2 separate regions of the Ovis aries genome follow, and region 2 is linked to region 1. Evidence: chromatin contacts called from public Hi-C data. All regions are on one chromosome and are shown on one strand. Each heading gives the region's core, a stretch centred on a gene start, on an enhancer-like site or on the middle of the called end of the contact. The rest is flanking DNA. Distances are from core to core; before and after follow the strand shown. Region 1 overlaps ETV3L (ETS variant transcription factor 3 like). Region 2 has its middle 57 kb from the start of ETV3L.

Region 1 (2,700 bases), core at 109-2,608:
CCCTCCAGGCTCCTCTGTCCATGGAATTTTCCAGGCAAGAATACCAGAGTGGGTTGCCATTTCCTCCTCCAGGGGATCTTCCCAATCCAGGGATAGAACCTGGGTCTTTTTGTGTTGGCAGGTGAATTCTTTACCGCTGAGCCACCTGGGAAGCCCAACTAAGGCCATGCGCCACACTACTGAGCCTGTGCGTTAGAGCCCGGGAATCGCCGCTAAGCCCGTGTGCCGCAGCTACTGATGCCCGCACGCCCCGGAGCCGGTGCTCGGCAGCGAGAGAAGCCTGTGTGCACAGCTAGAGAGAAAGCCCCGCTCACCACAACTAGAGGAGAGCCTGCACAGCCAAACAAATACAATTATTGAAAACAACTCCCCAAACAAAACCTAAGTCCAGTTCCACGTTTTTTCTTAGCAAGGTCAAGTGTGAAGTCAAGGTGGTAACACCAGCAGGGCTATAGCTGGTAAAAACTGGAAAAAAAAAACCATTTAGTTATTACTTAAGTCATCCAATTTATTTGGTAAGAACAAATTTCTGACACTGGATCTGTAAAAGGGGAAAACAGTTAAGATAAGCTTTCATGAGGCAGAGCATGGACACCCCTGCCAGCCTGGGTGTCTGTCATAGTCGCCCAGTTGTGTTTGACTCTATGTGATCCCATGGACTGTAGCCCTCCAGGCTCCTCTGCCCATGAAATTCTCCAGGCAAGAATATTGGAGTGGGTTGCCATTTCCTCCTCCAGGGGATCATCCCAACCCAGGGATTGAACCCAGGTCTCCTGCATTGTAGGAGGATTCTTTACCATCTGAGCCACCAGGGAAGCAAAAGGTCATACATGTATGGAATGTAGCCTACATGGACTGTAGAATGCCAGGCTCCTCTGTCCATGGAATTCTCCAGGCCAGAGTACCAGAGTGGGTAGCCAGTCCCTTCTCCAGGGGATCTTCCCCAGGGATTGAACCCAGGTCTCCTGCATTGCAGGTGGATTCTTGACCACCTGAGCCATCAGGGAAACCCAGCATGTACCTTCTCCTGAATCACTGTCCTTTCCTTGGATTCTTAGGTGAAGTGGGGACTGTTGTTTTCCCCCAGGAAGGCTGTATCCCTTGGGGGTTCCGAGGACAGCGTCTCCCTCAGAGCCCCACAGCTGAGCAGGCGAGTGGAGGGGATGGTTGTAAGAGCCTTCCTCCCCTTCCCCTCCCGTTCCTAGCTCTAGCCCTGTGGCTTCCTGCTGCTGGCTCAGTAGTCCTGGCCTCTCGGCTGCCCAGAAGCAGTTCTGAGTGAAGGCAGAGTGAGGGGTTGGCACCGCCTTCTGGAATCCCAGTTCAGAAGTGGGCCGTGTGGGTGCTGCTGGCCTTCTGGTGACCCAACCTGCTGAGCATGCCTCAGGGCCCCAGCACAGGTAGGGCCTGTACCCACAGAGGGCAGGGAGGCGCAAAACAACTCCAAGCTGGGGCTCACCAGGGAATACTTTTTTTTTCCCCTGATAGTTTCTCAAAGAGAGAAGCTCTGTGCCCAGGGCATTCCCAGAACTAGGAAGGGGTGGGTGAGAGTGGAGGAACAGGGAGGAGTTCAGGTGCTGTCTCGCTCTAGGCTGCCTGACTTGCTGCCCTTCGAGTCCTGGCAGGCCTTGGGCCGCCCCACGCCCACAGCCTCGGCTGCGCTCGTGAGGGCCTGGAGCCAGGTGCTCTGCGTTCTCTGGGAGGTGGGACCTCTGGACTCCCAGCTGCACTGGAGTGGGGCTAAGGCCAAGGGTCTTTGTTCCACAAAATTGCCAGAAGTGGAGGGACATGTCATGGGCCTCTGCAGAAGAGCCTATGGTTGGCCAAGGATCTCTGTGATCTTTTTCACAAAAAATCTGATTTTGCTGCTTCCCAGGTTACAGCCCTGGAAGAGGTGGCCCCTGCCTGCATTTTTACCATGTCCCCCTCAATCGCCATGTGCTGCCACACTGGTGAGCTCCCAGTGCCTCTTTCCTGCCCCAGGACCTTTGCACACCTTGTGCTCTCTGCTTGCCATATGCTTGCCTCTCTCCCCACTAAGCTGGCACTGGTTTACATTCTGGGAATCAGCTCAAATGTCACTTTGTCAAGGAAGTCTTCCTGGCTGCTCTCTGCACGCTGAACTTCTCTGTAGCATTTGGTACAGATACCAATACTTGTCAGTTTGCTGGATTATTAACTGAATATCCCTCTTGCCTACAAGCTTTATAAAGGCAGTCTTGCTCACACTGGCACCCCAAGCCCTAGGACAGGGCCTGGCACATTCAGTAGGAGCTCATGAGCTATCTGTTGAAAGAAGTAGTGAGTGGATGAATGAGTGAACTTTATCTTCCCAATTTCTCTTCAGCTGGGCCTCCTTCTGCACCCAGGCCCTTGCCTTGGTTCCGGCTCCATCACCAGCTACCTAGATCTTCAAAAGCCTCCAGCACCAGTTGCAGGCGTCCTACATTCCCAACTCTACATACAGCCCAAGTTGTCTTTGTAAAATGGACATCTGGACGCGTTTCTCCCTCTGGGTTCCTTTTGCTTTCAGGATTAAGTCCAAGCCCTTCAGCATGGCTTCTGAGGCTCTCTGGGACTAAACACCCGTTTCCCTTGCCAGCATCATCTTGCCAGCTGTGTCTCTCCTCTTCCTCCTCATCCCTGCTCCCGTCACCTGCCTCACTGTGACCATGTAAGCTACGAGCAGATCTTCAAATTTGA
Region 2 (2,700 bases), core at 117-2,616, 66 kb after region 1:
TCCTATTTTTTGTTCTTTTTTTTTTTTAATGAAGTCTACTTGATTGACAATACTGTGTTTGTTTCAGATATACAGCAAAGTGATCCTGTTTTTTTTTTTCCAGATTATATTCCAATGTAGCTTATTGCAGGATGCTGAATATAGTTCTCTGTGCTGCGCAGTAAATCCTTGTTGCTTACCTGTTTTATGTGCAGTCGTTTGCATCCCTCTCCCCTTTGGTGACCCTAAGTTTGTTTTCTATGTCTGCAAGTCTGTTTCTGTCTTGTATGTGGATTCGTTGGTATGGTTTTTTGGATTCCACATAGACACGGTATGATATAATGTTTGTCTTTCTCTGTCTGACTTAGTTCACTGAGTATGATATTCTCTGGGGTCCAGGAATTTTTTCTCGGGTTCCCTGGAGCCAGGTGCATGCAGGTAGTTAGGAGCAGAATCACTGAATCATAGGGGTTATGCGGGAGAATGTGTATAAGATCCTGGCATGGTGCCCTGCACACAGTAGGCACTTAATACAGTTTCATTCTCACCCTGCTTCTATGACATGGGCCCTGCTCCGTTTCTAAGGAATCTCCACACTTCCAGTCGCAAGGCTGAACTACTTCCTGTCCTGCTCCCACCACCTGGAATCCAGATTCTATCTACCTGGTCAGTGGGGACAGAGTATTCTCAGCATTTTACCCTCTGCTGTTTACATGGCTCCTTACTCCTGTGACGGATCTTAGGATTTTCTTCCGGAATGAGGCAGGCAGAGCTCATCTCTCTGTCTCCCGCCCTTCATTCTAGAATAAGACCCTGCACTGCCCAGGGTTGCCCAGACATTTCGGGAGGCAGATCTTCACACAAGGATAGGGAAAGGTTTAATTTATATTTCAGAGGAGGATGACTACTGTTCAGACTCTTGGACAGTTTCTCAAAGAAGTTAAGGCAAGACAGTGAAATTTGGAAAGTGGAGTCCAGAAGAGTGTGCAGGGGCGGAAGGCTGGGGCGGTGCGGAAGCCGGGAAACTACCTGACGGGGAGAAGCGCAGCGGTGGGCAGGGCGGGTGTCTGTAGAAAGAGCCTTGGCGCTTTAACCCCCTTTTTCTTTCATTCTCTGTCCTTTAAAAATCACTTTTAGGCCCCCACTGCTCAGTGTCTTGTGCCATTTTGCAAGGTGAGTCTTTTGTGATTACCACCATTATATACTAGCTCTCAGGAAGAATTCCTGAAAATTCGTCTGGGTTAAGGGATGGGTCTTATCAGGCACACTTACCCAGAGAAGTTGGCAGAAAAGAGGCAGTGACGCTGGCTCTCTCATCCTCCCGAGGGGAGGAGTGGCGGGGCCTCAGCGACTTGCTGCTCACACGGGGTGGGGCTGTGCTCCCGCGGAGGGACTCTGCCCCCTTCTTACAGGGCAAGGGGAGACAGCAGCCTTGATGGTGAGGGAACAGGCCGTGAGAGCCTGGGTGAGGTGCCAGTAATTTATAAAGGCTTCTGGGAGTGCGGGCAGCCCAGTGCCGGAGATTTGGGAGACATGGGGCATTTGTTAGCCCTCTGCCCCAGAGACAGAGCTAATGGTCTCTTGGCACATTGAGTGTGGGTGGAAACTCTCCCAGGAGGAGGAAGAGGAACACTGATATCATTTGGCATGGTGTCTAGGAAAACTGGAATGAACTCCAGAATGTTCAGTTCGGTTCCTGACTGAGAGGCCTGGGGTCAACCAATGCTGACTGAGTCCGTGGATGAGGTCCTGTGCTCTGGTGTGAGAGAAAATCAGACTCTTAGCTGGCAGACGCTGTGCCCTGTCCTGAGCCTGCACAGGTCCTGGGTCTTGGCCTTGCTGGGGCAGGCATAAAGCAGGTGCTCACGGGATTAGGTCAGGGGTGGTGGGAGGAGGGAACCTTGGCTGTAAGAACCTCTGGGAACTGGGTGGTTGGCAGGCTCAGGAGCAGAGTTCAAAGCAGGCAGGCACCTCTGAGCATTGGCTGGAATCAGGAATTCCTTCTGGGGAAAGATTAGCTCAGAGGCCAAGGCCTTTATCTTCGGTGATACCTGTTACAGGAATTCTCTTGTTTGTTTCGCGTGGAAGCTGAGTCATCCTCATAGCCAGCAAACATTTATTCAGCACCCATTCCCTGAAGGGCTGTGGGAAGCCTGAGGTCACAAGTGGAAGATTGTCCTGGTCTCAGGGCTCTCGGGGAAAACCTGGGCAGACAACGGGCTCACTTATTCCCCTTTTGTCTTTTCCCCTTATGCTGTTATGCTCCTGGTAAATTTTTATGCTTGAGAAGCTCATTTTTTTTTCTTTTAAAATTAATCTTAAGGCTACTGCTTTGGCCATTTCTAACATCCCCAGCACAGTCCCATGCCGACTCAGGAGCCTGCATTCCACAGCACGTTGGACCAGTCTCTTCCAGTCTCCTCCAGGTTACGCCTGCCTTGAGCTCTATCAGGCACAGAGGCTCTGGCCACAGACCTGGGAGCTACATTTCTTCCCCTCCCTGCATTTCTTCCCCTCCCTCTCCTGATGGTGGCACGCGCTTCACCTGCCCCCTGCAGGTCATCCTGCACACCTCCAAGAGGGCTTCCTGCTTTATTTCAGTTTTCACATGTTTTGCTTTCCTCTTCTAGATAAGGAAAATATATTGCAGGACAAACAACCTGCGCTAAAATGATTTCTGCTTATACCTCCCTGCTAGACTATGGACTCTTCTGGGACAAT

Evidence for each region. Hi-C and Micro-C count contacts between places; a contact is called where the count stands out from the background.
Region 2: a contact with region 1 is called in a Hi-C map of mixed tissues, with 4 times the contacts expected there. The contact joins two enhancer-like sites. A contact is called at or near these places in 11 of 16 Hi-C or Micro-C datasets (blood, hypothalamus, liver and 5 more).

What each region holds. Positions count from the first base shown.
Region 1 is chr1:107,016,728-107,019,427 of ARS-UI_Ramb_v3.0, forward strand. The region is part of intron 5 of ETV3L (ETS variant transcription factor 3 like); the gene reads right to left. Among named protein-coding and RNA genes, the nearest start is that of ETV3L, 9.1 kb to the right of the region's middle. Within about 2 kb of position 1,359, at least 3 of the 54 cell types and tissues checked have an H3K27ac peak or open chromatin away from gene starts, as enhancers often do.
Region 2 is chr1:107,082,700-107,085,399 of ARS-UI_Ramb_v3.0, forward strand. No RefSeq gene overlaps it. Among named protein-coding and RNA genes, the nearest start is that of ETV3L, 57 kb to the left of the region's middle. Within about 2 kb of position 1,367, at least 15 of the 54 cell types and tissues checked have an H3K27ac peak or open chromatin away from gene starts, as enhancers often do.